4 separate regions of the Mus musculus genome follow, and regions 2, 3 and 4 are each linked to region 1. A link is a contact called in public Hi-C and Micro-C data. All regions are on one chromosome and are shown on one strand. The core of a region is the stretch at or near the end of the contact, and the rest is flanking DNA. Distances in the headings are between cores, read along the strand shown. Region 1 has its middle 15 kb from the start of Gm41171. Region 2 has its middle 6.0 kb from the start of Gm35196. Region 3 has its middle 7.3 kb from the start of Gm35307. Region 4 has its middle 37 kb from the start of Gm35307.

Region 1 (7,378 bases), core at 2,587-5,086:
AAAAAAAAATATCCCTCAAACAGAGGAATTTTGTGGCTTTGTTTGATCTTTTATGTTGCTGTTTTCAGGATGTAACTTTTGTCTTCTCCTCTCAAGCCTGCTCTAGGCAGTCGTCCAAGAGAGGCGAGGTCTGGAGGCCTTGGCTTCTCCCAGGGTACATATCAAGGCAGAGTTGAAAATGTAGGCAACTGCTCTGGGGTATCTTTATGAACACCCATCAGATGACTTGGCTGGCGTCTTCTCTTACATCAGAACTCAGTGGTTTTAACAACGCGGTCTGATGAAAACATTTTCTTTTGCAGTTGTGTTACAGTTATTTAGCGGTGACCTTGGGAACTCTATACATGATTGATTTTTCTTTGAACTAATTTCTCCTGGTTTTATAGACATATCCTGGGTTTATTCCCAGGCATAAAACAGTCTTAAAAATGACTGTCATATGATTTCTTGGCTTACTAGAATTCTCTTTTGAGTAGTCTTACCTGGAGGTTTGTGTTAGACACAAAGTGAAATAAAAATTAATTGGACTTGAGTTACTTTCTAGTTTTAAGATGGAAAAAACAACACAGACCTGCACATTCTTATTTGAAATCTAAGAATTCAAAATCCATGCACTATTAAAGGCTAATAAAGTTCCTCTGTCATATGGCTGGACCAGAAGTGAAGGCATTTTTGATGTGGAGTACTAGGTCCCTGTTGTGGGCATGCTAACCTCTTGTCAGCTTAACAAAGAGTTTTGTGAGCCAGCAAGCAAGAATCTATAGCCTTTGGTGCCTTACAGATTTGGGGACTACTGATAAAGGTCCTGCTCATGCTTTTATTGGAAAAGCTGCATGCATGTGGTCTCTCAGGAAGGTGTTGCTTCATCATGAAGTGTGGTTTTATAACCTAGCTCAACAGTATTGCAAAGTCCTTGTATCAATTAATTAACTAATTAATTAATTTAGGCATAGGTCCATTTGCTTATACACAGTCATCCCTAAGTCTGGGTGTTTACTTTCCATCACCATTTTACTACTGGTCATTGGCTGGACTTGTTTGATAAGCGATCCCTTTATTCTGACCTGCAGACCATGCTGTCTCCAGGTGACCTGGGAACACAGCTTCTGAGTTTTCTCTCACCTGTTCTGAGACGGTTTCTCTTGTGAGGGTGTCTTCATTGACCCCCGATGCCCTCAGGCAGAGGAAAGGGAGCCTCTTGAGATATTCAGAGTGGTTTTTCATTTCCACTATGTTCTGGCTAAGGTGATGCTACACAGTTCATCTAGCTTGCCTGAGCCTGACTTCTGATAGGGATTGCAAAGAATTGCCTTTGCTGCTTCTCCCTGGGGATGGGAAGAGGATGCGAGTGGGAAGAGGTTGGTAGAAGCAAGCAGGTATGCTGGAATCTCTTCCAAAGAAAAGTCAACGGTCTAAACTCAAAGCTCTACTGGAAGAGCTATGGAAAACATTGGCTTTACACTTCATTCTGGCTCCCATAGGACACTTGGGAAGCAAAGGCGAGTGGATCTCTGGGAGTTCAAGGACAACCTGGTCTACTTAGTGAGTTCCACACTAGCCAGAGATGCCATCATTCCACTCCACATGTGAGAGACTATTGAAACTTCATCAAAGCCATGACATTGCTTAGCTACTGAGCCAGACTGGAAACCAGAATTGTTAATGGGAAAGTCAGCCCCTATTCTAATTGCAACACAGGTTTTTGTTTTTGTTTTTTTTTGTTTGTTTGTTTGTTTTTTGTTTTTGTAGTGAATATTTTGTGATGTTATTTGGTGTTTTGCAAATTAAAAACCCAATGCCTTTCATAAGAACTTAGATAGTTCATGTCCTTTGAATGTAAATTCTGAACAGTACCAATAAATGCCACATTCTGGAAGCCCAGGGGAAAAATAGTTATTATTTAATACTTTAAAAAATGCGTATTCATTTCCCTTTGTGATAGAAAGTATTCTCAACATAAGATCTTTATAAGCAAGCAAAGGATTTTACTACTAGTAAAACCTTCACCAGTCATTCTTCAGTTACAAAAGCAGGGACAGTAAAATGGCAATGTTTTTCTTTATAGTCTTCTTGACTTAGTTGTGTGCTTGCCATGAGTGAGATGCTGGACTGAGAAACACAAGCCAGACTCCCAAAGTATTCTCCTGTCCTGTTTCCACTAAGGGGTTCAGTCCATAGCAGTGAACCGGACGAAGCCCAGGTAAAACTGAAGTGGGGCAGACTGACCAATAAACCAAAAAATGGCTTCTCTCTCCCTCTCCCTCCACCCCTTTTTCTCTCACTGTGTGTGTGTGTGTGTGTGTGTGTGTGTGTGTGTGTGTGTGTGTGTGTGTGTGTGTGTGTAGAGAGAGAGAGAGAGAGAGAGAGAGAGAGAGAGAGAGAAAGAGAATGAGAATGAATCAGTGCAGGATCTGCTGGTGTGTTAGAAGCCTAGCAGTTCTGAACTTCTCCCAACCCATCACTCGCCTGCTAGGATTTCATTCTGGCTAGCCTCTCAGTGAATTCAGGCACCTCCTGGCCTCATCTAGCCAATTGTTAATTTATGCTTAAGTCTGTGACTTTATTTAGCTATGGTTTTGAGGATGTCAGCATTGATAAGATTTACTTCTGAGGCTAGCTGTGGAAGATTGTGCGATGGACTGAGAGAGCCAACAGCTTTAGTGGCAAACATTGCGTTTTCTGAGACCCTCATGACCTTAATTTATTTTTCTCTATAATTCATTTAAAAAAATGGTTGGTTGCCCTGTGTTTACTCTTCAGATCCTACTTCCTCCTTTGTCCTATGGGGTTAGCTGGATATAGTGGCTGGATATAGTGAGTGGAAATCTAGTATTCAGGAGACAGAAGCAGAGAAGTCTCAGTGCTTTAGGCCAGTTTGGGCTACATGGTGAGACCCTCTCTCAAGAAAGGAAGGAAGGAAGGAAGGAAGGAAGGAAGGAAGGAAGGAAGGAAAGAAGGAAAGAAGGAAAGAAGGAAAGAAGGAAAGAAGGAAAGAAGGAAAGAAGGAAAGAAGGAAAGAAGGAAAGAAGGAAAGAAGGAAAGAAGGAAAGAAGGAAAGAAGGAAAGAAGGAAAGAAGGAAAGAAGGAAGGAAGGGTATTTAGTTTTCGATTTTGATGTCTGAGAGGACAAAGCTTGAAGTCTGCTCTGATGGGACCTTCTGACCCCACTGCTTCACTGTGGATGATGTCATGGAAGGACCATAGAAGAAAAGCCACAACTATATGACAAAACAGGAAGTCAGAGTGAGCGGCAGATGAATCTCATAATTTATAACCTTTGATAAGAACTTGCCAGGGTGCCCTAGGAACAGCTACCTTGTGCCTAAGTATGCTCCGAAAGATCTAACGATCTCCTTTGAGGTCCCATCTCTTAAAGGTCTCATTACTCTTTAACATGGCAGTGCTGAGGACTAAGGTTTACCATGAACCCTTGGAAGATGCAATGAAGCCATGTCCAACCTAGTGTTTCTTCTCGCCTGTCACAATCCACTCCCTTCTCATAAAGGGATGCCCTCATGCCATCTCAAATAATTGAGTTTGTTCCAAAAACCAAAGAAAGGGATGGAATATGTTATCTTAGTTTGGACAATTCATTAAGAAGGCCATGAGCTTATTAGTAATGCTTGAGAAGTGTGGGATATCTACATGTGAGCTAGACAGGAACAGATGTGGAAGAGAGCTAGATGGAGAATCTGTTCATCCCACCTTTGGCCTAGTATTGATAGATTGACTTAGAATCCACAGAGAGGAGGCAGCATACACACAGCTTAGAGGGAAGTGAGGAGCCCAATCTCTTTCCCTCAGGTCTGTACAGCTACTTCCCCTGTGAAGGCCTCACTTCCTTCTCCGTCAAAAGATCTTCTAGAATCGATGATCTCTCAAGACTCTTACAGCTGCCACAGCTCTGTGTTCTAGTTTTAAGCAATGGCTTGGTGCTTTGAAATTTCGAAACAGTTTGAGAAATCTTGTGAAAATAGGAACTTGCTCTTTTCTAGGACCCGCACTTCCTGCTTTTATAACAATTGAGCTGATGGTAGCTAGAAAGGCCATCACGGTTAGCTCCCGCCTGCTGCACTGTGAAGGCTTCAGAGGAGGATCCTGCTGCACCAGGTGTTTGTTCAAGGCTCCTTGGCAGCAGGGCACAGAGTCTGCTTAAGTCTTGCCTCAGTCACCAGCATCGCCATCCGCCACTGTTTCCTGAGCCCAAAGACACTTCAAGAGCCCAAGTGCAGGCATGCTAAAAGTGATGGCCAAATGCCTCATGACTCAATACTTGAAACCTTGCTTCAAATTCACAAGCAGCTAAGGTGGTTTGGTGCTGCTGGCCCAGCTGTGTAGCTTCAATCTACTGAAATCATTGCATTTCAGCCATCTATAGAGGCAGAAAAAAATGAAGGAGGCAAGACAGAGAGATCTATACCCCCAGCTCATTCTTATCTTGGAGCATTAAAGATTGGGTCTGTATTGTACTGACCCTTTGTAACTGTATCCAAGGAATCCATGAGCAGCTTAACCCTGTCAAGGAACGGGAGCTTGAAAATGACCCCTTCAGGCAAGACTAGAATCCGACTCCTCAAACAAGCCATTAACTTTGTCTTGATTACACAGAGCATCTCAGGCTCAGAACATCTCCATCTTATCGTGGGCCGCATCATAAATAATGGGGGAAAACTGTCTGCAATGGTTTGCGTTTTCTTAGACTATTTGGAAATTTCCAGCTTTGTGTACAATACTGAAGACTTCTGACCTCGGGCATGGCAGCATGAGGAGATCTATGGTTTGTCCTCTCAGCCTGTGGGCAGTAATCCCTCTGCAGGGGCTATCACTGTCCTGAAATCTCTGAATGTTGGCTAAGTGCATGGGAAACAAATTCATGGCCAGAAAAGGACCTTAATAAAGAGAATGTATTTCTCCAGGGAACACTCTTAACTCTTTTATGTATCTGCCTGTAATCTCACAAATAAATTGATAATTCTATTTTGTCTTTGAACATTTATTATTTCTCTAGGAAATAATATGAGGGAAGGTTTATTGTATAGTCCTTTATACACTTAAACTTCAAGGTACATTTAGAGCAGTGGTTCTCTCAGCTTCCCTAATTCTGAGACCCTTTAATACAGTTCTTCATGTTATGGTGACCTCCAACCATAAAATTATTTTCGTTGCTATTTTATAACTATAATTTTCTACTGTTATGAGTTGTAATGTAAATATCTTTGTTTTCCAATGGTCTTAGGTCACCCCTGTGAAAGGGTCATTTGACGCCCAAAGGGGTCTTGCCCTACAGGTTGAGAACTGCTGGCTTAGAGATAACTGTAGGCCAGTTTTCATAAGCTGCCCAAGCTTCAGAACAAGGCTCTCCCAGTCCTCCATTCCTTCCCTACCTCTAACACTCCTCATTACACCCGAGGTCACTCTGCCCGCTTTTGCATTGTGCTTTAAACTAGACAAAGGCTTAGGTTGCAGCTTTGCGTGCTACACAGAAGGGCTTTGACCTTGGGCTTGGCAAGCATGAGGCGAGGTCTGGTTTGTCTTTGAAGGTAGCGGCAGAGGCCAGAAGAAGGTGTTGTGCCTCCTGGAATTTGAGTTACAGGTGGTTGTGAGCTACCCGAAATGGGTGTTGGGAATTGAACTTGGTTCTTAGAAAGAATGGTATGTGCTCTTAACTGCTCTAGCTCCAAACCAGTACACTTTTATCTGCCTTAACTGTGCACACTTAGTCAGAACTATCCTTTCTGCTCTGTGTGTACCCTGGAAAATTGTATTTACCTTATAAAGATTCAGTCCAAATACTACCCTTCTTCACCCCACAAAGTGTGTGTGTGTGTGTGTGTGTGTGTGTGGTTGGTGGACATTTAGCTCAGGAAACTGCTCACCAGAAGTCTGTGTGAATCGTTGAAAAGTCAGTATGTGCTGACTCATCTCTATTTTGGCCCCATAGCCCTGTGAGAGGCAATGCAATAGATATGATGTCTTTGATAGTCTTTCTTGATAGCCTAGCAGACTGTGAGATAGTGCAATTAGAGGGATTAGTAACCAGTTAAATGGTTGAAGCCAGGAATGACTGATTGATGGAGTCAGGCCTACGGAATTGCTTCCTGTGGAGAACTGCCAGGCATTTGTGCTTGGCTCTGTCTTGGAAAAAAAGAAGTATCAATAATGAGTCACTGAGAGTGAATTTAGGTCATGTGTTGACCCCCTCCCATTTAGTGATTTAAAACACAAACACTGCCTTCTTTTACACCACTTCTTCACCAAGATGCGATGGGCCACAGATGGGGCTCCTTGCTTTGTGATACTGTTGAACTCATGATCCATAACACTGTCGGCTGCCTAGGCAGTAGGAAAAGAAAGTGTGAGGAAGCTCCCTCACAGAGAGGCTCATAGCTCCCTCACAGAGAGGCTCATAGCTCGCTCACAGAGAGGCTCATAGCTTGCTCACAGGGAGGCTCATGACTCGCTCACAGAGAGGTTCGTCTGTACCAGCGCTCCATGTGAGGGCAGAAAGGCCAGCCGGGCACCTACAACCAACCCTGTTTGTGACTTCCTTCACCCTTCTCACAGCTGATAGGGACGGAAAGAAGGGCAATGTTGGGCGATGCTCATTTGGGAGGAGAGAAGATAGCAACTGTTGGGTAACCTATAAGGGTTCTGGACTTTTTCCACGTCTTGTTTGTCTGCGCCTGGATAAGTCTCTTACTTTCTCCAACAGGACTGTCACTGACAGAAAGGACCCGAGGCTGCTAAGAGGTACTGGGCAGCCAGGGCTGGCTGGTGGCTCCAAGGTTTGAGTTAGCTCTCTACACCGGAGCTGTGTAAAATGTTTTTATTGTAAAATCTTAATTGAAGACGGCACTGTTTATCAGTTTTTAAAAACACTGGCTTCTTGTAAAAGCTTAATGTAATTTATCTTGAAGTCTCTGTTGCAGTTTCCTGATGGATCTTTGCTGACCCTCAAAAACAGTATGCCAAACCTCTTACATTACCTCTGTGTTATTTATGTAGTTTAAATACTTTCCTAAAAAAAAAAAAAAAGAACCAACAGGCCTTTGAATTCACTTTGTTATTCCTGTGAGTCTAACTTTGCTTGATTTAGATTTTCTGTTTCTTTTCCTCATCACTATTGGCTAATTTCCCCACTCTGTTACCCCACCCTGCTATCCAGCCTTTCTTCTTTTCCAATTGGGTGGTTAGCCCAAGTTTCTTCTTTGCATCAGTAGGTTTTTCTTTTTCTTTTTTTAAAAAAAATTTTATTAGGTATTTTCCTCATTTACATTTCCAATGCTATCCCAAAAGTCCCCCATACCCTCCCCCCCAACTCCCCTACCCACTCACTCCCCCTTTTTGGCCCTGGCATTCCCCTGTACTGGGGCATATA
Region 2 (7,378 bases), core at 2,469-4,968, 160 kb before region 1:
GTGACCGTAAGGAAGTTGTATCATTGGCCTATGAGAGACTAGCCCTTCCTTCTTTGTATTGCAGACCTGGCACCATGTCACCACACAAGAGGCATATAGCATTTAACAACAGAATGGATAAACTAACAGAATACCATCCTTTTGAATCCACTTGTAATCAAGGAATGAAACACCAACACTTTCATCAGCTTAGATCAAAGGCAAGATAATCCCCCTGGGTGTTCATTTTCACTAACAAATTCTTGGACCACACACACTCTCATTTACTTAGACTGAAACTTAGGAGACACTTGGTTCTTATGGTCTAATTTTCTATAAGTCTTTGCCAATGCTAACTCAGGAAAAGGACTCGGGGACGAAGACTGAGAATTTGGGGAAGTTCAGGCTGGCCTTTTGAGGTGCCGGGAGTCAGGTTTCATCGCTAAGGCAAAATGGAAGAAGCCATTTCTTTGCAAGCATAACTCATGTGGCTGATTTTAAAAATTAGTTCATTTTTCACCTGCTTATGCAAATATATTTTCATTGTAAGAAGTTTGAAAAATACAGAAAGTCATAAAAAAAAGGAAATAGAATTTACTTTGGCTTTAAAATTTTGTTTTTACTCATGTGTATGTTGGTATGAGTATGTGTGCAGATGCTCAAGGTAACAAAACAGGAAACTGGGTCCCATGGAGCTGCCTAATGCAGTACAGGATCCTGGTTCACTTTTCAGAGCAGTGGGCACTTACACTGAACCAATTCCCTGGTCCCCAAGTTTGATTCTCTTACTATCTTTCCAGACCAGTTGTTCTTAACCTTCCTAATACTGCCACCTTTTAACATGTTATTCTAACTCCCAACCAAAACTTTATTTTCGCTGCTACTTCATAAGTGTAATTTTGCTACTCTTATGAATCATAATGTATGATATGTGACCCCCAAAGGGGTTTCCATGAACAGGTTGGGAACCTCTGACCTAGAGGTAATGAATGCTCTTATTGATGTCAACCCCTGGCCCCCCTGTGGTGAATCAAACTCAGGGCCACCTGCATGCTAGGTACCATCTTCTCCTTTGTATCTTAAAATAAAATATAAACAAATATATCATCCGAATGTGCTTTTTTTTTTTTTTTTTTTTTGGTTTTTCGAGACAGGGTTTCTCTGGATTGCCCTGGCTGTCCTGGAACTTACTCTGTAGACCAGGCTGGCCTCGAACTCAGAAATCCACCTGCCTCTGCCTCCCGAGTGCTGGGATTAAAGGCGTGCACCACCACACCCGGCCCTTTTTAACTTTTATAGCTTTGAATATTACTTATACCACTAAATATTGCTCAATAACATGTTTTAAAAAAAAAGCTACATGCCATAATCTAGGAAAGAAGACACCACATTTTTATTTACTTATTTTCAGACAGAGTCTCACTATGTGGCTCTGATGGCTTAGAACTTGCTAGGTAGGCCAGACTGGTCCTGACCTCACAGAGTGTTAGAATTAAAAACATGTGCCACAATATATATGTGTGTGTGTGTGTGTGTACTATACTTGGATATATATATATATGTATATATATATGTATGTATATATGTATATAAATATGTATATATGAACGTATATTTGTATATATATACACCACACTTCCATACTTGGTCTAATAAAATTCTTATTAAACATTTGGGCTACTTTCCAGCCTTTTTCTATCATAGGTAACGCTGCACTGAGTACCTGTGTGTGTCTTTGTCTGAGTACTATGGCAGGCATACTTCTTCAGACCTTTAATTCAAGGGGTCAAATTGTCTTCACGAATGGCTGCACCAAGGTAGACTGTACAACGTACGTTGAATCTCCTTCCTCGCACCTAAGCTGGCTTCCATGTGGTTGCTTCTATCGCTGCCCCGCTACCCCGTGCCCAGGCTTTGGGAACAGAGCTGAGGCTTAAAAGGCCCAGTGTAACTTTTCCAGAATTTACAGTTGAAAGTCCATCTCAGTATCTTGTTTTCCTTACAGAGCAGTGAAGTCTGGGGAGGGCTGATTGGCCTGTCTCCTGTTGTAATGCTGGCAGAGAGCTTCTGGAAAGCCTTCCTGAGCCCAGGGACTCAGCCTCTACTCCAATGGGAAGCTACCCCAGCTCACCACCAGTGTCACTGTGACCTCTACTGCCTCTGAGCAGCTAGCTGCCTCTGGCTGTCAGTTTGCTCTGGGGGCCTTTCTAGATGTGAGGTTTATTCTTGTGCAGGATGAAGGTATTCACTTTGCTGTCCCAGTGATGTGAGTCATGTGAGGATGAGGACCCAGAAGGGCGGGCGGCGAAGAGCTCCTGCCTAAGTCCCACAGCTGTGATCCCAGCATTTGTAACTGAAAACAGCATTTCTCCATGTTCTTCTCAGTTTCATCAGGATGACAGGAACCGAGCACGCAAGTGAGAAGTGGGGAATTTTGGGAATCTTTAGTAAGAACCTCACACGTTACTGGTTTCATCAGGTATAGACACAGAGGCACACGTACACACTCGCCCCATTTAAAGAAAGAGTGCTGACTTTTCTTTCTTTGCTTACAAAACTGAAAACCTGGCACAGTCTTTAACTTGTAGCTTGGCAGTATTGCAAATTATAGGCAAGAAAAGCCAAATTGGGTGAAAATTAAAGGCCCCTCCCCACCCACCCCCAGTTGCAGGGAAAATTGTGCCATTTGTACACATTTCTGTTGTTTCTGAGTGATTTCTAACTGCATTCACCGGGACGGTCAGCGTCGGTTAGAGCTTCCTGGAGAAGGCGGGTGGTGGCCAGGGCCAGCTTGGGGCTCTTTGGTCATTGTTGCTAGACTGTCGATATTAATGAACACTGATTTAATTGTTTTGAAATATTGATTGGAGAAATAGGCAATGTGGTTTTATCTGGGCTTCTTGTGTCCACTTAATCACGGATACATAAATAGACTCACCGCTTGGGAGGTCAATACCAGACATGTTTACAAATCTGGGTTTTGTTTTGTTTTGTTTTGTTTTTTCCCTGTGGGTTCCTGGAACATTCCTGGTGCTTGGGGTGGAGTGTGAACTCGATGACTGAGGGCTCATGCAGTAATGAAAAATTGTTTTCCTTTTCTAGTTATTTATTTTTAGTTGACATAGGGTCTCATGTAGTTCTGGCCAGCACCAGCTTGCTGGGTAGCTAAGGAGAACCCTGAATTCCTGGTCTTCCTGCCTCTCAGGTACTGGGATTACAAGCACATCCCACCACACTTGTCCTTGCAAAGCAACAGAGCAACCATTTGAGAATGTATCAATACTCTTATTTCCAGAATCATTTGTTTTTTGACTATATATTTTACTTATTTCTATAATGGGGATACATTTTCACCTTGTGCTTTTCCCGGTTGGCAGGTTTTAGGCTTGTCGTCTGCTTCCATTGGTTGGCTTTTAAGAACTCAGGGGAGGCCCTGATTACCAGTGTGGCGATGGAGCTGGGGGAGGTGGATGGCGCTGTTTGGTTTTGAGGAGCAAAGCAGCGTCTGTGTGGGACAAGTGTCTTATTGTGTAGCCTCATTCTTACAAATTAAACACATGACTAAAGAATAGCCATTAGTGTCTCTTTTTAAAAACAATTAAGCAACACTATTTACTCAATACTTGAATTAAGCAAAACCGTCCTTTTCTTTCTCCTTTTCAGAGTCTCAGAACTCACTGGACTTCCTCCTTCTTCCTTTTCTTTTTTTTTTTTGTCTTCCTCATCATGATGGGCCTTAAGTTGGGGAAAATGTGAGGGTGGTGGCAGCTCAATAGGTCAATCATGTCTGGGACTGTCACAGCTCAGCTGTTCCTCTGCCTCTTTTTTTTAATTTCTGTTTTACTTATTATAGTTATGGTAAGCAAAACAGATGTGGCTTTAAATGTTCAGCACGAGACTGTTTTTCACTAATGAAACTGTGTTTTTACATGTGATTTGCCAGTTTATTACCGGCTAAAGTACGAGTTAGGTTGATTGGTGAGTACTTGAAAGAGAACTGAATCTAGTTGATTTGTTTAGCAGGCATTTTATGATGCTGTTGGCCGCTATGAATGTAGATGGGTTATAAATAACAATGGTTGGGGCTGGAGAGATGGCTCGGCAGTTAAGAGTGTGAACTTCTCCAGCAGAGGACTAGAGCTCTGTCCCCAGCGCTAGCAACTCCAGCTCAGGGGACCCAAAGCCTCTGGCTTCTGAGGTCAGGCACCTCACTCACCCCACCCACATGCGGACATGCTCACACGCACGCACGCGCGCACACACACACACACACACACACACACTAATTAAAGAATAATAAAAGTAAAAATTAAAAAGAAATCACAGTTGCTGTTATGCAGCTCTGGGAGGGGAGAGAATGCAGACTTGTGCAGGCATGCAAATCTAGTGGTGTAAGCTGTGTCCTCTGTTGAAATGAAATCGGTTGTCAGTTTGAGTGTGTTACACAACATGCTGAATCCTGGCTTGCTGAACTGGCTCGTTTATTGTTTGACGCTCACTTGACTGTGATTTACAGCTCATTTTCCTCTCTAGTTATTTACTCTTTGCTTGCTAAATAAATGAAGTTATATGTTGTGTTTTCTGCCTCCTCCCATTTCAAACTTAGGAATACTGTGAAATGAAACCATGACACTTGACTGTAAAATATACATTTGGGACCTATTATTTGGGCTCTCTGCTTGGTATCTCTTTCTCAGTCTTGGGTTATTTTTGCACTATTAGAGATGGAACCCAGGGCTTCATGCATGTTAAGTAAATGCTCTACCACTCTGTCAGTCTCGGCATCTCCTGCTGGTCCAGACAAAATTAACGTATATTTGTGCCTGATCAAATCAAGTTGGATGAAGTTTCATTTTCTGAAGTGTCATCTTGCCTGACGTGGATGAACACTCAGCGGGCTGGTGCTCTGCATTGGTCCGTGACCACTCACGACTCACCCAGGAGGTGATACCCTGTGAAGAGAAGCTTCAAGTCAGAGGCTGCACTGATACAGGTCCCTGAGCTTTGGTGAGATCCAGAATGTCATTTGGCTTCGAGACACGCAGAGTCCAATCAAGGCTTTCATCAGCAAGGATGGAAATATCTGACCCCCTGTCACAGCGGACTGCGTGAAAGGATAAGGACTGTGGGGTTTTGTTTTTTGTTTCCTTTCATTGTCTTGGGGGGAGTGAATGGGCATGGTTGGTGAGAAAAGGCATTGTGAAGACAGATTCAGGGGAAGTCTGAACCTACTTTATATCTGTGATAGAAATGGATCTTATGCCACCAAGAAAGCCATGTAGTCCCCTCCTCCTCTCCATTGACCTTTGACCTTTGGGTTTGGGGAAAGGGAGGAGGAAGAATCAGAACTGATGTCTATCTCACCCATCTGGATTTTAATTAATTAGAGTATACTTGGAAGGGTGGCTCTGCCTGTAGCCATTTTTGCAAAAAACAAAACAAAACAAACAAACAAACAAAAAAAACCCGATGAGTTAGTTTCTTAATAAATAGCTATTCTTCATCCTGCTCTGCATCCAGGAGGGGATATGAGAAGTAATTAGCTCTGAAGGCATAGTCGAAGTATAAAACTTGCATACAAGCCAGGAACTTTATTTGCATATCAAATAAATGGCAGGGTTATGCTCATGTCTCAGAGTCTCTCGTTATCCTAATCAGTAAAGAAAACGAAACCAGATGTTTTCATTTAAGTTTTGAATTGTGTTACTATTGAAATTAAAAAAAAAAATCAAGCTGAAGTATCTGTCTAAACGCAATGATTATTCCTCCAGATAGGATTTTCTGAAAGGCTTGTGGCGTTCTGAGAGCAGAATCTGACTTCGTGCTGGATTTTACAGTTTGCTGTGAGCCGTGCACACATTTCATCTGTGTGTTCCTTGCCTGCCTGCCGGTTTCCTCAAGTACTGTTTTTGTTGTGGCTTCAGTGATTCTTGCTCAAAACACAGCAGCACTGAGTCATGGAAAACACTAGATAGGGCAGTTAGAAGACTCAGTTCTCATCTGTGATCATCCACTAGCGTTTTGGGAAATGTGGCCCTTCCTCTTGTCAGATGCTCCGAGTCTTTAGGAGACCACGAGGGTCAAGCAGGACTTGATGTGAGTGCCTCTCTAGAAACTGGATATCTTAAGCCTCAGGGCAACATTGCCTTGCAGTTAAAAGTGACTGCCAGTCTGGGAATGAGGCTTGTCTAGCACAAGTGAGGCCCCGTGTTCAATCCCTAGCACTGAAAAATAAAGAGGGAAGGAAGGAAAAAGTGGATGCCTGTGATAGTATGCTAAGTGCTAATTGGATTTGAAAAACAAATCCCTTGACTTAACCAAGAGCACAATTTTTAAAAATCTGTGTGTCTTAAGGATAGCATTTCATGTCTTCTTGTCTGGTTATAAGGACATGTAAAATACATGTAAAAGGACATTATAAAATACATGTTCATTCCAAAATTTTTACAAAATTCAGGGGGGAAAAAAGACTTCAATTTGACTTTAGAACAAACCACTAACACTTTGATTGATACATTTCAATTCTCTGTGTTTCTCTTTTATTTTATATCTGTGGTTTTTATGTTTTAGGTGCCTGGATTATAGTGCTTCTATTAACTACTTTGATTGATTTATTTCACTTTAGAAAACATGCATTACTTCCTATATTTTTACTCTGAAACAGTTTGGAAAGCTGACAGTGCATCTAATCTTTAGTTTCTGTGAGTTATCAGCTGAACTGTCCTGCCCTTTTCTTGGAAAACAAAGCTTACTAATAGGTGGTGTTTTGAGACAGACATGTAGAGCTCCACCGTGTGTATGTGTGTGTGTGTGTGTGTGTGTGTGTATTTCAGTCTACGATGAAAGTATGCAGCAGTAATTAGTTATAAAAGAGCAGCAATGGGTGCTGGGCAGGAGCGACCTGCAACCAGGATGGCGTGTGTTTGGCTCCTGGCCCTGTACTTCTTAATTGCTGTCCAGAATTACCCTCCGCAGGCAATGCGGGTCCCAACAGCATATGAATTGTAAATATCAGAATAAAGGAACAGCTCGGTGTAAGGTTCCAACACTTCATGGCTGTTTCCAATCACAATTCAGTCAGACAGGGAAAAAAAGACCAATCCCTGTTCAATTTATGCTGAGTAGACAGGCCTTTTATTCCTGTCATCTGAATTTCCCCAGCTGTAAGAAGATGTTGGTGCCAGTACGGTAAGATTCCGACTATGTGCACTTTTGGCTTCTCTTCGTTCAGTGAATTGGACATGACTTTGTGTTGCTTTAGTTTACAGTTGGAGGAGCTGGAGGAGCCAGGCTGGGGGCAAGTCCAGGGGACCCACCCTCCATCTGACACTCCTGGGTCCTATATTGCAAGGCAAAGGCGCCATGGGGCTCTTCCTTTTGGTGCCACAGTGGGAGGCAA
Region 3 (7,378 bases), core at 2,715-5,214, 170 kb after region 1:
CAGGACTGCCAGCCCAGGGATGGCACTACCCACAATGGGCCCTCCCACCCTTGATCACTAATTGAGAGAATGCCTTACAGTTGGATCTCATGAAGGCATTTCCTCAAGAGAGGCTCCTTTCTCTGAGATAACTCCAGCTTGTGTCAAGTTGACACACAACCAGCCAGTACAAGGTTTAAACTCACTAGCACAGGAAAGGACTTCCTGAAGAACTTTCTCATAGGAAGGACTTTGTGGTAGCACAGGTCCTAAGAACAACAGCTGATAAATGAGACTCCATGAAACTGAAAGCTGTAATGTAAAGGACACCACCATTAGGGCAAAGTGGAGACTAGAGAATAGGAAAACAGTCTTCACCAGCTTCACATTTGATAGAGGGTTAGTATCTAAACTACATAAAGAACCATAAAACCCTAAACACCAAGAAGACAACCCAGTTTTAAAAACAGGGCACACACCTAAATAGAGACTTCTCAAAAGACAGAACACAAATGGCCGAGAAACACTTCCAGACATGCAGGGAAATACAAATTAAAACTTAATTTTTAATTAAAAGTTAATTTTTGATTAAAAAGGAAAGCTTTTTCTCTTACCCCAGCCAACAGCTCATGATGGTGAGGTTGTGGGGAACAAAGGAAAGCATTTCTTGCTTATAGAGTGCAAACGTGTACAGCTCCTATGGAAGTCAGTGCAGTGTGATGATGGGTCCTAAGGAAGCCGAGAATCCATCTGCCCGATGACCTAGCCCAGAGGAGTCTCCATCTCACTACAGAGACACTCACTCATCCATGTTTATGACTGCTCTGTTCATAATATTAGGAAACCAGAAACAGCTTAGCTGCTCATCAGCCAATGAGTGAGTTTACAGTGGAAGGTCATTTAGCTGTTAGGAAGAACAAAATTACGACAATTTCAGGTCAACGGTGGAGCTAAAAAACAATCACCTGGGGTGAGCCCAGTGCTTTACGAGGTCTTAATCAGAGAAGCTCCTTTCTGTAGGATCTGAAAACCAACAGAGAAGCACACAACCACATAAGGTGTGGCGTGAGAGACTTTAAAACACTCCAGTCCCAAGTGGGATGCTTTCATCAAATTCCTCCCCTGCCAGGACTCAGAGATCTATGTAGGAGGGAGCTAGAAAGATTGTAAGAGACAGAGGTAATGCACAACGCCAAGGCAACTGTGTCTTCCAGACACACAGGACCAATACACACATACTGTACTAACTCATAAAGACTGTGGCAGTGAGGAAAAAGGACCCACACAGGGCCAAGCCAGGTAGGTCCCCAGCACTGAAATGGAGGAGTGGACACAGGCTCCTACCCCTAATCAAGAGACTATCTCCTATTGACACCTGCTTGCAAAGGGAAAATGGAGTCCTTAAATGGAGTCTCACTAGATATATTAACCACACATAATAACAGGTTCCCTGCCTAGCAGTAGATGGCGGACCCCAAAGGAACTCAATTGTACTTGTATAGACATTTTGCCAAATTTTGCTTTATCTGAGCATTTTAAAAAATTGGTCTTTTGATTGTATATTTTGGTTTCATGCTTTTAAGAGGGTGTGTGTGTGTTTCTTGGTTTTGTTTATTAAATAGTTTGTTTTTAAAGAGAGAAAGAAAGGGTGTGGAGTTGGGTGGGTTGGGAAGGTGGAGTCAGAGCTGGAAGGGAAAAAACATGATCAGCATATACTATATGAAAAAAATTTTCTCAGTTGAAAGTTTAAAAAGGCAACAATAGAAAGGTGACACTTTTGTTGCCCGAATGGGATTCGCCGATGTTCTTTCTGACCTAGCAATCAGACTCCATTATGTTTGGCTCCTACATCCGTGAGATTCTTCAAATGCTCCTGGCACCATAATTTTCTCTGCTCATCCCCTCATTTGTGAACTAAGTAATGGTTGCCACACGCGTGTGCTCACAAGCCCCCGTGCTCTGACTGTAACTGGGATAACTATCTTTTGAATTGTCTCCCTGCCAGGTGAGCTGGTCCTTCCTATATCAGTGATGTTGGTGGGGAAGCCTGGGAAGAGGGAGCAAAGACTTCCCTAGACTGCAGTAGGAAGTGGCTGTTCAGGTTTGCATAGTGTGCCCCAGTGATGTACGTGTTGGGTGCTTGGTGCCCAGGGTTGTGGTACAGGGGGTTGTAGTGGTCGCTGTAAAAGATGGAGATTACATAGCAGTCCTCGAGTCATGGGAATAGGAACACTAAACTCAAAAGGGAGTTGAGTGAGCTTTTGGTGTTCTCTGGTGACAGCTTGCTTCCTGGGTAAAGATGGAACTGCCTGTCTCCTCTGAACTTTGAGTCCCCAGAGCAGTGAGCTGAACTATGTTTCTTTCCTTCATCAGTCTGCCTCAAATATGTCATTGGAGGTGATGGCCAGCGGAGTAAGATAGTAGATCTCAACAGAATCTAACTACAGAGTGGCTCTTATCACTATTACTTTTAAAGTTAATTTGTAAACCATTACCTAAGAATGTGAAGACTGAATGTCAATGAGGAATTATCCCATGGTTTGATACATGTGTGCATCACAGAAAACATGAATTTAATTTTAAAAGAAGACTAAGCTACAGCACAGCAAATGTAGCCTCTAGAGCTGTCCAGGCATTCTGCTACAACACAAGAGCAAAGGAAACCTATACGTTATTGCTTAGAGGGCTTTCAGGCTTGGAACCAGCCATGCATTGAGCAACCCAGGACACTGAGAGCTTCCCTCAGCAGTCCTAAAAAGTCTGGAGAAGCTCAAACAGGTCTGTTGTTTCAAGGAAGTATATAAAAATAAATAAACTGCAGGCTGAGTTCCCATAAATTCCACATTCTCATCCCCGCCTGCAATAAGCTTCCTTTTTACAGAGACACTTTCATTTCGTGAAAAGGGCTTACTATGATGGTTTTGGTATTTAAATGAATAATTAAGGAAGCCAACGTACAGTCTCTGTGCCTGGTTTTCTTTTCCCCATTGTTTTCTCTCTCTCTCTCTCTCTCTCTCTCCTCCTCCTCCTCCTTCTTCTTCTTCTTCTTCTGCCTTCTTCCTCTCTCTCTCTCTCTCTCTCTCTCTCTCTCTCTCTGTATACTTGGTATTAACATACACCTTTCTTTAGTCCCAGCACTCTGGAGGCAGAGGCAGGAGGATCTCTGAGTTCAAGACCAGTCTTGTTTACCTACAGAGTTCCAGGGTTACACAGAGAAACCCTCTCTTGAAAAACTACTACTACTACTACTACTACTACTACTACTACTACTACCACCAGTGTTTTGAGGGGTCTGGATTTTCAAGATGTTCCATTGTCTGGGCAGGAAGTCAATATTTTCCTATCAAGATATTCATTACTTTCTGTGTTTTTTTTTTAAATTCTAAGTCAATATCTTTTAAAGACAAGAATATCTTTAATGAAGACTAAGCTATGGCACAGATAAGAATGTCCAGGAGTCTTCATTAGTGGAGGGTTGGTGACTTGAGAAAATGTGTGTATGTGCACTTCCCACTTTGGACCTTCATGTGAGTCTTCCTCACTTTCTTGTTGAGAGCAGCCAGGCTCAGGGATGGCATACCCTTGGCTCCACATTCTACAGCCAGCATAGGGTACTACTGAGCCTTCGCCTGAGTTCACTGTCTCTGCCACGTCTCATAGTTAAGTGCCATTTAGTCAAATAGTTAAAGCCTGGGGAAGCTGAGTTTGCATCAGCAAATATTGGGCAAATGATGCCTGACTCTGTCCTTAACAGCCTGGAATGCCCACGTGCCGTAGTCTGGACATCCGAATCATTCCATCAACTGATCTGTTTGGTCAAGTATGTTTCTGACGGGGTGATAATGATGAATATCATAATATGTTTCCAATGATGGCAGCAACTCTGCTTAACAATGAGAGCAACTGGCAACACTAATGCTCTAAGTGTTGAAATATTGAGGATAAGAGAACTTCCAACGCAGCTTGTTAACCAATGCCCCAGGGGATGAATCAGCAGGATCGTGCTTCCCGTAGCTCTTTCTGGATACTTTCTGTATGTCTCCACAATCAAGCAGCGTGTGATGAGCTGTTTGGCTGAGAAACCAGAGTTAAGAGAATAAACAGGGTTGATGGAATAAACAGTCAGCCCGAGTGTGGGGAAGGGCAGCGAGAAGGCCTCAGCTGACTTGCCTCATTCTTGGCCTCCTGGGAACAGTCCCGTCTCCCCCTGCCCCCAAACCCCAAGGCCCCCATGTGAACTTGTGTGAACTATGGCTTATAGCTGACTTGTTTGGTTTCTCATTGGCTGGTGCAAGATCCTGGGCAGGCACTGACTGGATTAAGAAAGAGCTTCACAACAAGACCATATGTATGCACATGTACACACAGAGGGAGACACGTGTGTACATCTACAGGCAACTACAAGTTTGTGTGCACACTCACGTAAGAAGAGAGAGATGACTTCCTAATGGAGAGAAGTGAGATCTTTGTCTCTGATCATTATGGTTTACATCTCAAATTAAGTAACATATCTTTCCAAATGTTACTGAGTGCTCCCCATGAGAGGATTTAAAGGTGTACAATATCCATAAACTGAACAGCGATGCTATTAAATGGGTGAGTTAGGCTGAGGATGGGTAATTAGAGAAAGAACTCATGGGAGAGCTCTGCATGAAAAGAAGAAGAAATCCCCACGTTGTCAGTGGTTGGGGGAACCACTGAGAGGTGCAAACCCCAAAGGAGACAATGAGTGTGGAGCACAGCTGTTTATACTTGTCTCTGGACACATGAGGGACCTGAGCCAACTTCCTTGCTGACCACTATGGTGGAGGACGTTGTAAGCCTTAAAACCTTCATCGGTACAGCCCTGTGCTTCAGACGCTGTCCAAGAAACTGGTACAGTTTGTTATAGTCTGTGCAGCAAAACAGCTGCACTTGGGAACTCTGTGGTGATGTCACTGAACCGGGTCCTGGAGGATGGAGATCTGGTGGCCATGAATAACAGCGATGCATATGTCTTCTGGACTGGTCAGGAGCTCCGAGTGATATCCATCCTGACCTATGAGCTACCAGTGTGAACTTGTAAAGTGGGGACAGGCAGTATCACTTGACTGTCCCCACTCACCCCACATCAAGGCTCTCCTAGAAATGTAGGGATGGTGAATAGACTCTGTGGATTCAGCCCGAGAGCTCCTCTCCTGTCTGAGAGAATAAAAGCACATCTTTTGAGGTGTGGCCATGTGCAGCAGGTCACTGAATCCTCCATTTTCAGTAATTCTAGGATGGAGCCCAGGGCTTCACGTCTACTATGTAAGAACTCTATCACTCTTGTCCTGACCTCACAGACTTGATGCTGCTCTTGAGTGAGACCCCGCAGGGGATCACCCATGTTTAGGGTTCTCCACAGAAGGGTTTTCCCAATGGGAAGAGAATCCTGTTCTCTGTTCACAGACAAATAGACAGTGACGCACAATCAGGGCCAAGGCCTTGGCTTGTCCCATCTCCTTTTCCGATGCTCACATTAAATATCAAATCGACTTTCCTCAAGGAATGGGAGGCTTTCAGGTGACATTTGTCCTCTTGGAACTGAATCTGGAGTTTGAGGTGTGAGTTTTCCTGAAGTAGAGGAGAATGGGCTAGTGTAGCCCCATGCTTCCTCAGGAGAAGTGTCCTACTTTTCCCTGTTCTTTCCTTGCATCCTGTTAGGTGCTTTGTGGGTCTCTGGCACCTGACCTCTCCTGTGAAGTTCTCTTCTGCCTCCTCAGGCCTTAGACAGGCTCTCCCACGTCCAGTGGATGTCGCATGGTGAGAGGATCCTAGAATACTGCACAGTGGCGTACTCCGTTTACTTTCCAAGCTAGAAGCAGACGGAGGGAAAGTGCCCAAAACACACTAAGCCGGACAGCAATTGTGATCCAATAGGTTCAGCTTTCAGTTCTCTTCTAAGCAGCACTTCAGAGGCCATTTCCAGTGGGGCTTCTTTTTCTGATGGAGAGGTGGGGGGTGTAGTTGGAATTTGAGGATGGCTGCTATGTTACATCACTCAGCAACCTCCACAAGAGCCACCAAAGCCCTGTTCCCAGTTTGATGTAAGGTGGAATGGAGTCTGGACCAAGCCAAGGACTCTGTATAGAAGGTGGTTGAGCTGCCACAAAAGACACTTTCTTCCTTTCTGGAGAGGAGAGCCAACTGCATTAGCAAATTGAACAACAAGGGCAAGCATTTTCCTTTGCTTCAGATGTATTTGGTTTGGTTTGGGTCAAGGCTGGGGAAGGGGAAAGCAGAGAATCCAAACAGTGTGTGCCAAGGATTTGCTGAACAAGTTAAAAAGATGCTGATGAGCATGGTGTTACGTGACGACGGCCGATTACCAAGAGTAAACACGGATGCTAACATTTGAGTGGAAACTAACTGAAGGCTCTAAGTGACTCCAGCTAATATGCAGACCAGGCCAACCACAGCCACGGAGGTTTGGGGAGAGGATTTTACAGTCAGAAGCCACGATTGGTTTTAAATTTAGATACAGAAACCTAAAGCTGTAAGAACTACTTTAAAACTTCAGGGATTGGGGGTTGGAGAGAGGGGGTGCAGAGGAAAAGACAGAGATGCCCATGCCTGCCGGGCTTGGGAGAAAAACAGCTAAGAAAACAAAAAGGAACTTTCAAATAATCTCAGACGGGGGTCGGGGGGTGGGGGTGGAGTGTAGAGTGTGCCAGGACCAAAGAGCTTTACAATGTAGCCTGCTGCAAAAGGCTGGTCCACCACAAGGGTGCATAAACTCTCCTGTGCTACCAAGTAAAACTGGTTTAACTTTGTAACACTGAGGTCCAGTTAAAATATAAGTGCATAGTCCTATAGTAGGTGACCCTTCAATGGCACTCCCTCTTCAGCAGAACTTCTTTGATTCCATTTCAAATGCCCTTAAAATGCCCCCCTGAACTGTATTTAGTAACAACAGTCGATAGTAGCCCAAGGCTTTTCTCAATACAGTAGAGCACACTTGTAAGTTTACACAGTTTACATTAGCATATGATCATGAACAAGGGTCACTGGCCTGATCAGCATGCCAGGGATGGAGACCTGTTTGCTATGTGTCCAGTTACCATCCCAGATTCTCATGAAAGCCCATTCTCTCCAAGCCTGACCTTTTGCCTCAGGTTTCTGTCATCTCTTAGGCCAGCCTTCAGCGTCAAGAAGGAAGAGTATCCGGTCTGGCTAACACATTCACACATTTTTTAGTTGGTCACTAGGCCCTCTGGATCTCCATTGTCCTGGGTGATCATTGTTGGATGGGTTTGATTAACACTAAGAACACAATCATTCAATATCTTATGCAAGTTTTCCTGGTGGCAACCTTTGCCCTGTAGCCCATTCTGCTCTCCAGCATCCTGCAAGTGCCTTCCCACACTGTCACAGTGAC
Region 4 (7,378 bases), core at 2,741-5,240, 140 kb after region 1:
CTAAATGGTGGGATGCAAATTCTTTACTACACAGGGCAGCAGAAGGTTCTTCCATGCAAGCACAGCTTTCTGACTTCTGAGAAGGGGGTGGACACCAGCTCTGTGTGGCTTCACCTGAATGATGTAAGCTAGCCTACTGGCCCTTCAGCGCCATAGCTTCCCCTCCCAGCCTAGTATAAATTTCACCTAAAGAATTTACTACTGTAGCTTGGACATGTCTCATTTTCATAGGTACATCAGAAAAGTGCTTTTGGTGAGAGGGAGGACTTCCTAGAGCACTCCACACACTCCGTTGATGAGAGCTACTCACGTGGGTCCTACAGAGGCTGGGGTCTTCTATTCCACACACAGAGCCCATTGTCATGAATATAGCCAGGTAGCAGTGACTGGCTTAATTCATACCAAGAGGAAAGGCTGGAGGCCTGTCTGCACGAAACTCACATGACTGGCAAAGACACACACAATAATAGGATAAAAATAAAATAAATAACACTCGAAACAAATGAAATCTGGATGCAAGAAGAAATAGCTACTATATCTGGCAAAGTAAGTCAAGCCAAAATTAGAAGATATAAAGTAGAATAAAACTAGTAGAGAAACAGTCCATCTAGAAGAAAACAATTGTAGATATTTATGTTCCACATGTTAGTATGCCTAACTCCATAAAGCAAACATAACTGACATACAGGGACTGGAAAGTCAAGATACAGGAACAGTGACAAGGTCTTCAATATCATTCTGTCATTGGGTAGATTATGTAGATCCAAAATAAACTTTAAAACAACAACAAAAAGTTATGGCTACTGCATCTGAATGGGGCCTCTCTGACTCTCAAAGCCCTGAAACTTGTATATATTGTCTATATACAAGTGTCTGCTAGCGTGTATATATGGGCAGCACATGTGTGCCTGGTACCTGCAGAGGCCAGAAGAGGGTGTCAGATCTGTTGCAACTGGATGGTTGTGAGCTTTCTATGTTCACTGCAGAACAGGAAGCAGGGGCCCCACCAGGAGCCAGGAGCTGTGATAGTCTTCAAAGGTCCACCTCTGCTTCTGCCAGCAAGGCTCCACCAGCCATAGCACAAACTTCACACATAAAAAGCAAAATCTGTATGATAGAAGTAAGATCTGCTGGTTTTAGTAGAATGAATGGAAGAAATAAAGGAAGGAAAAGATGAATGCCTAGGTCTCCATTTAACAAGTCATAGAAAACATTCTATAATGAAAATGGTGTGCATTCCCTCCAAAACAAAGGTGTCAGATGGACCACATGGAAAGGTGTGCTACGTTCAAGCACACCTGATGATGGAAACATCAACAGTGTACGGTTTTCAACTCTTCCTAGTTTGTGTATGTGATGCAATCCAAATAAATATCACAGTTTTGCCAACATTTTATAATCAACTACCTATGCTAACAAGTTTATTTGAAAAATGATCAAGAAAGAGTAAAGAATAAAAATATAAATTGGTTGGTTACACTGATAACAAAATATCATAAGGCCTACACCACAATCTGTAGGTAGCCCCAGCTATGTATTGCTGAATGTAGCTTGCTGGTGTACACAGGTTCTAGGTTTATCCCAACAATCACAAAGCAGAAATCAACCAACCAACAGCAACAGCATGCTTTTTCTTTGAGAAGAAATGGAGCAGTGGATCAGAATTTTAAAAGCCCAGAAACAGACTCTATCACACATGCAACTCGGTGAGAGAGGAGACAGGCTTTTGAGCTGTTGTTGGGGAAACAGGATATTCTTCTGCTAATACAAAAATGATCTTGTCCACAAACCAAAAGATGAATTTCAAGGATAGAGATTTAGATGTGAAAAGGGATTCCTGTAAGCAAAAAACTTCTTCCCAATTAGCTGGCTTTCGAACTTCTGGAAAGTGCTATGTGGGATGTGTCTGCATCTCCCTAGTATGGCTGTTAAGACAAGTGCTTAAGAATAGACTCATGTAAATCTGCACCATGAAAATACAAGGACCAGCATGAAGCAAATATTTGCAAGTACGGCTCAACAGAAGGGTATGGGTTAACAAGAAACTGTCTCACAAAACAAAGGGGAGAGCCAATTGATGAAGGCAAGACCTTGCATTTTACTGTGTGAACACACACACACACACACACACACACACACACACACACACACACACACCATTCCTCATGTTATGTGGGTTGTTATCCTCAGAAAACCTGGGCTGCAAGAGAGATAAAGCAAGAATACCTCATAGATTAAAACAAACAAACAAACAAACACAATAAATAAATAAAACAAGACAAGACAAAAGCAAATAAGCAAAGCTATCCAATCCTCATAAATGTATTTTTGATTCTCAAACAAAATAAAACTAGCAACCAAAAACACAACAAATGAGCAAACAAAAAAATCTTTCAAATAATAATAGGATACTTGATACTATTACATAATTACTATGACTATTTTGGGAGTAGAATAATGATACTATGTTTTGTTTTTAAAGTATTTTATATTTTATCTAAAAATCCACAAAAATACTTATTAGTAAATATGTTTTCTTGGCTATACTTCAAATAATTCAAGAGGAAGTGATTTTGCTATGAGATTGTCAGTGAGCTCCCTTATCAAGTGCTGATTAAGTGAGATTTTTTTTCTCTCTTCATCATTTTAACTTGAAATAGATGTGAAGTTTTGTGGTAAACAGAAAAATTAGAGGATGCTTTCTTCCTGAAACTATTGGTCAGTCTATGTACAGAATACAGTGGCTGAGGTGGGAGGGTGAAATATCCACTTCGAATGTTATTTATTTTGCGTATTTTCAGTTAGAGAAAATACAGATCTACACGTGCACAAAAGAGCTCTGAAAAGCTATTATTTTGTAAAAACTAAATTATCTATCTATCTATCTCTACATCTATATATCTATATATCTCTATATATCTCTATAAATCTATAAATCTATATATCCTATATATACCTATATATCTATATATATATCCATATCCATATCTACATCATCTATATCATCTACATCATCTACATCATCTACATCATCTACATCATCTACATCATCTACATCATCTACATCATCTACATCATCTACATCATCTACATCATCTACATCATCTACATCATCTACATCATCTACATCATCTATATCTATATCTATATCTATATCTATATCTATATCTATATCTATATCTATATCTATATCTATATCTATCTATCTATCTATATCTTTTCTCTCTCTCTCTCTCTCTCTCTCTCTCTCTAAATTAGTATAGGAAACACACATCCAGGCATAGGCTTTTCTTTCTGATACCCACTCCACCTTTCTGCCCAGGAAAGCTCTTCTTTCAGGAAGAAGACCTCAGATAGAGATGACCACAGCAGGCTGCTAAGAAGAAGACCACAGCAAACTGCCACAGAGACCACATCATTTGCATAGCACAGCCCTTGCTCCTCTGGTTTTCCACCTCTGTTTTGTGAAGAGAGTGAAAAAACCTGTGGAGTATTCAGGACTTCCTGTTATCACACTCTCTTAAGTGAGGACATTAAATTCACTTGTTGCTATTTGTCTGTTAATTCAGGCTTTTTTTAAAAGGCTTAGACCTTGACCTGCAGAGACCAAGGAAAAGCTCTCTTACCCACCAAGCACAGGAAAGCTTCAAATTGCTCTTTGGAGCTGACAATGTCCTGAAACACTATGCCAAAATCTTTCTCTCATTGAACACATCGTGTGCATTCTTAAAGTAATTTAATTCAGACTTTACTTAGCTCATTCAAATAGTATTTTATGAGAAATGTTCAATGTCCAATTTACACTCATCCACAAACAAGAACAAGCCGCAACACTAACAACAACCTCCTATATGTTAAGCAGTCTTCCATTTGAAGTATGAAGCTGTTATTTTGCCAAATAGGTAAATGTTCTGCTTGGAAGAATAGTTTCACGTATTGGTTACACACAGGAAACCACATGCAAGCTGCAACAAGCTGTCCCTACAGCTGACAGTTCCTCAGCAGGGCAGAGCTTCTGTCCTTGAAGATGGCAGGAGCTGTGTTCAGTGCTGGGTGCTCAGGCCTTAGCTTTCCTTGGTTCTCTTCTCTCTACCTGGTGTCTTTGCAAAATATGACTTCACGGAATTCCTCAAGGAACCCTTGATGGAGGAGGCAAAGGCTATCAGGTCTTTTGTTTCAAGGCTTGGAAGTCCCAGTTTGTTGACCAAAGCAGCCATGGGGCCAAGTGGAGAGAAATCACATTCTTGCATGCAGAGAGTGGAAGGCTTGTGTGTGCCTACTGAAGAAATTAGCTTTCACTTAAGTATAACAACAAACTTCTTTACACAGGCTACCCCTTGTTAGCTTGAAAGATAGATAAACAGCTAGATTCTGTGTATATGTGTGCATGGCCATCCACAGGGCTGCATACCGCAACCTAATCTAGTGTTATCTTCTCTCTGCTACAGTTAACATGCAATGTGTCCCCAGACTCCATGTGCTAAGGGCTTAGCCCCAAGCTTGATCCCTGGATAATAGATGGGTAGGTCCTGGGAAGAGATTTTAAGCCATTGGAGGTATTCCTTTGAGGGAAATAGTGGGATTCTAATCTCTTTATCATTTTGAGATCTAGGCTCATGATGATTTTAATGAAAATGGCCCCCATGGACTCATATGTTTTAATGCTTGGTACCCAGTTGGTAGAACTGTTTGGGAAGGATTAGAATGTGTAGTCTTAGAGGAGGTGTGTCACTGGGGGTGGGCTTTGAGGTTTCTAAAGCCCATGCCATTCCATTCCTACTTAGCTCGCTCTCTCTCGCGCTCTCTCTCTCTCTCTGCATGTCTGACTACATGTCTGTCTACATGTCTCAGGGGCATGTCTCTCTGCCATGACAGTCAGGGACTCATCCTCTGAATCCATATGACCAATAAACTCTTCTCTTTGTTACCTTGGTCACAGTGTTTTTTTTACACCCTTTGCCCATTTGGAGAGATCTATCCATATACTTCTTTAGCAGATGTCTTTCCAATCACATTTTTCCCAGGTCCCTGGCCAGCTAAGCCAATACACTGCCAGCAGCCCATGAATCAGTGAACAGTCATGCATTTGGCCATTTCTCATTCCAAACAAAATGTATGACCACGGGCACTGCCTACTGTGGAGATTTCCCTTTGCCAATATCTTTTAGGGTTGTCCTGGAAAGATGGTGTAATGATGCAGCTGTCCACTTCTGCGTGGTATCTGAGTCTGAAAAACTGTCAGTAAACCAGACCCTGGTTTTTGCTTCCTCAGTCAACTGATCATAGGGCACATCCAATGAGGTTATAGGTATATGCATGGGAGCAGAAGGCTGTGCCTCAGGAGTAGAAACCATAGGCATTTTGGGAAAATTCTTTATGCAACTTTCTTCATGCAACTTTCTTGTTCCCTCAGGACCAAATATATACATATACATATACATATACATATACATATACATATACATATACATATACATATACATATACATATACATATACATCTTACATTTGATAATTGATTGCTGCTGTGCACGTCCAACTTCATAGATCAGTAGGTCAGATAACACCAGGTTCATGATGGGCAGCTTGGGTTGCATGGTAACTTGGTGGCACATTGTAAAATGTTCATTTCCCACTAAGGCCCAATAGCAGGCCAAACTATTCTCAAAGACAGAATAGTTATCTACAGATGATGGTAGTGCCTTTTCCCCCCAAATCCCAAAGGCTTCCTCTGTCATTCAACTCTAGGGGCTTGCCAAAGGCTTCAGACTGCATCTCTAACTGCCAGTGACACCTTAAGTACCACCAGGTCTTCAGAATCATATGGCCCAAGTGGTAGAGCAGCCTGCAGAGTGGTCAGGACCTGTTGAAGAGCCTTCTCTTGTTCCAGGCCCCACTCAAAGCTAGAAGCTTTCTGAACCACTTGGTACATGGGCTTGAGTAACACACCCAAGTGAGGAATATGCTGTCTCCAGAATCCAAAAAGGCCCACTAAGCAGTCTGCTTCTTTCTTGGTGGTGGGAGGGGCCAGGTGTAATCATTTATTCTTCATGTTTAAAGGAATATATCTTCATGCCCCACACTATTGGACTCCTAAAAATGTCACTGAGGCCCTAGAATTTTGGTTGGATTTACTTTTCATCCTCTGATGTACTATACATTACCAACGAAGTTGTTGCTGCCTCCTGCTCATTTGGTCCAGTCAGCCTAATGTTATCAGTATAGTGGACCAGTGTGACATTTTTTTGGAAGAGACAATCAAGATCCCTTCAAACTAAGTTATGGCATAGGGCTGGAGAGCTCATGTATCTTTGAGGTAAAACTGTACTTTGTCAGCTGAAAGCAAATTGCTTCTGGATGATCCCTATGGACAGGTACCCAGAAAAAGGCATTTGATAGATCAGTAGCTGCATACCATGTACCAGATGTGTTCATTTCCTCATGTGAGGACATCATATTTGGTATGGCAACTGCAATAGTAGTCACTACTTAATTAAATTGTCAATAGTCAACTGTCATTTTCCTTGATCCATCTGTCTTCTGCACTGGCCAGATAGGAGAACTAATAAGAGATGTGGTGGGAACCAGTACCTCTGCATCTTTCAGGTCCTTGATGGTGGTGCTACTTTCTGGGACTCCTCCAGGGATTCCAAATTGTTTTTGGTTCACTATTTTCCCTGGCAGAGGCAACTCCAAAGCCATCCATTTAGCCTTTCCAACCATAATAGCCCTCACTTCACAGGTCAGGGGATCAATATGAAAATTCTGCCCACTTCTAAGTATATCTACCCAAATTGTACGTTCTGGTATTGGGAAGATAACCACAGAAAGAGTTCAAGGACCTACTGTAAATCAGATTCCAGCCCAAACTCCATCAGTCACCTGACCTTTATAAGCTTACCCCTGACTGTGACCTGCTGCCTCACTACAGGGCCAGCAGCAGCAGGAACCAGAAGTGTGGTCTCCATATCCATAAGTCAAAATGCCCGTTCTCTCTTTGGTAAGCTGATTAAGGTAGGCATTTCTGTTACAGCAGCCCTAAGCTGATTAATCTCTCGTTCCCAATCCGTCATAGATTCACCAGGTCGCCTTATTGCCCCACTTCTGCTTAAAAGGAGCAGTGCCACAGTTCAGGAAGCACGTGTGAAAAGCTGACCGGGGACAACCTTTACAACTGTCACCCCCTGGCATATCTCTCACACATGGGCAGTTTCTACGGCAGCTGCTGTCTTGTGGCTGACTCTATGCATGGCCCTTCCTGGGGGAGAATATTTAGCCTTTGTCTCATCCTTCCTTCTCTGACTGGCCCTCTTAGTTGTTAGGGGAACAATGTTTTTAAACTCACTCAGCAGAAGGAAACAAGGGAAGCCTTTCTCTG

The links. Hi-C and Micro-C count contacts between places; a contact is called where the count stands out from the background.
Region 2: a contact with region 1 is called in a Hi-C map of peritoneal macrophages, with 2.4 times the contacts expected there. The contact joins two enhancer-like sites. A contact is called at or near these places in 3 of 484 Hi-C or Micro-C datasets (granulosa cells, nephron progenitors and peritoneal macrophages) and 1 of 115 datasets of contacts at active chromatin or transcription factors (embryonic stem cells).
Region 3: a Hi-C map of peritoneal macrophages shows a contact between it and region 1, with 4 times the contacts expected there. The contact joins two enhancer-like sites. A contact is called at or near these places in 5 of 484 Hi-C or Micro-C datasets (Th1 cells, adipose-derived mesenchymal stem cells, liver and 2 more), 4 of 115 datasets of contacts at active chromatin or transcription factors (embryonic fibroblasts and embryonic stem cells) and 1 of 9 other capture datasets (bone marrow-derived macrophages).
Region 4: a Micro-C map of B cells shows a contact between it and region 1, with 1.6 times the contacts expected there. The contact joins two enhancer-like sites.

What each region holds. Positions count from the first base shown.
Region 1 is chr14:61,857,660-61,865,037 of GRCm38.p6, forward strand. No RefSeq gene overlaps it. Among named protein-coding and RNA genes, the nearest start is that of Gm41171, 15 kb to the left of the region's middle. Within about 2 kb of position 3,837, at least 83 of the 459 cell types and tissues checked have an H3K27ac peak or open chromatin away from gene starts, as enhancers often do. A contact at or near this core is called in B cells, bone marrow-derived macrophages and peritoneal macrophages, where this site is marked.
Region 2 is chr14:61,692,948-61,700,325 of GRCm38.p6, forward strand. No RefSeq gene overlaps it. Among named protein-coding and RNA genes, the nearest start is that of Gm35196, 6.0 kb to the left of the region's middle. Within about 2 kb of position 3,719, at least 28 of the 459 cell types and tissues checked have an H3K27ac peak or open chromatin away from gene starts, as enhancers often do. A contact at or near this core is called in peritoneal macrophages, where this site is marked.
Region 3 is chr14:62,023,912-62,031,289 of GRCm38.p6, forward strand. No RefSeq gene overlaps it. Among named protein-coding and RNA genes, the nearest start is that of Gm35307, 7.3 kb to the right of the region's middle. Within about 2 kb of position 3,965, at least 14 of the 459 cell types and tissues checked have an H3K27ac peak or open chromatin away from gene starts, as enhancers often do. A contact at or near this core is called in bone marrow-derived macrophages and peritoneal macrophages, where this site is marked.
Region 4 is chr14:61,994,486-62,001,863 of GRCm38.p6, forward strand. No RefSeq gene overlaps it. Among named protein-coding and RNA genes, the nearest start is that of Gm35307, 37 kb to the right of the region's middle. Within about 2 kb of position 3,991, at least 30 of the 459 cell types and tissues checked have an H3K27ac peak or open chromatin away from gene starts, as enhancers often do. A contact at or near this core is called in B cells, where this site is marked.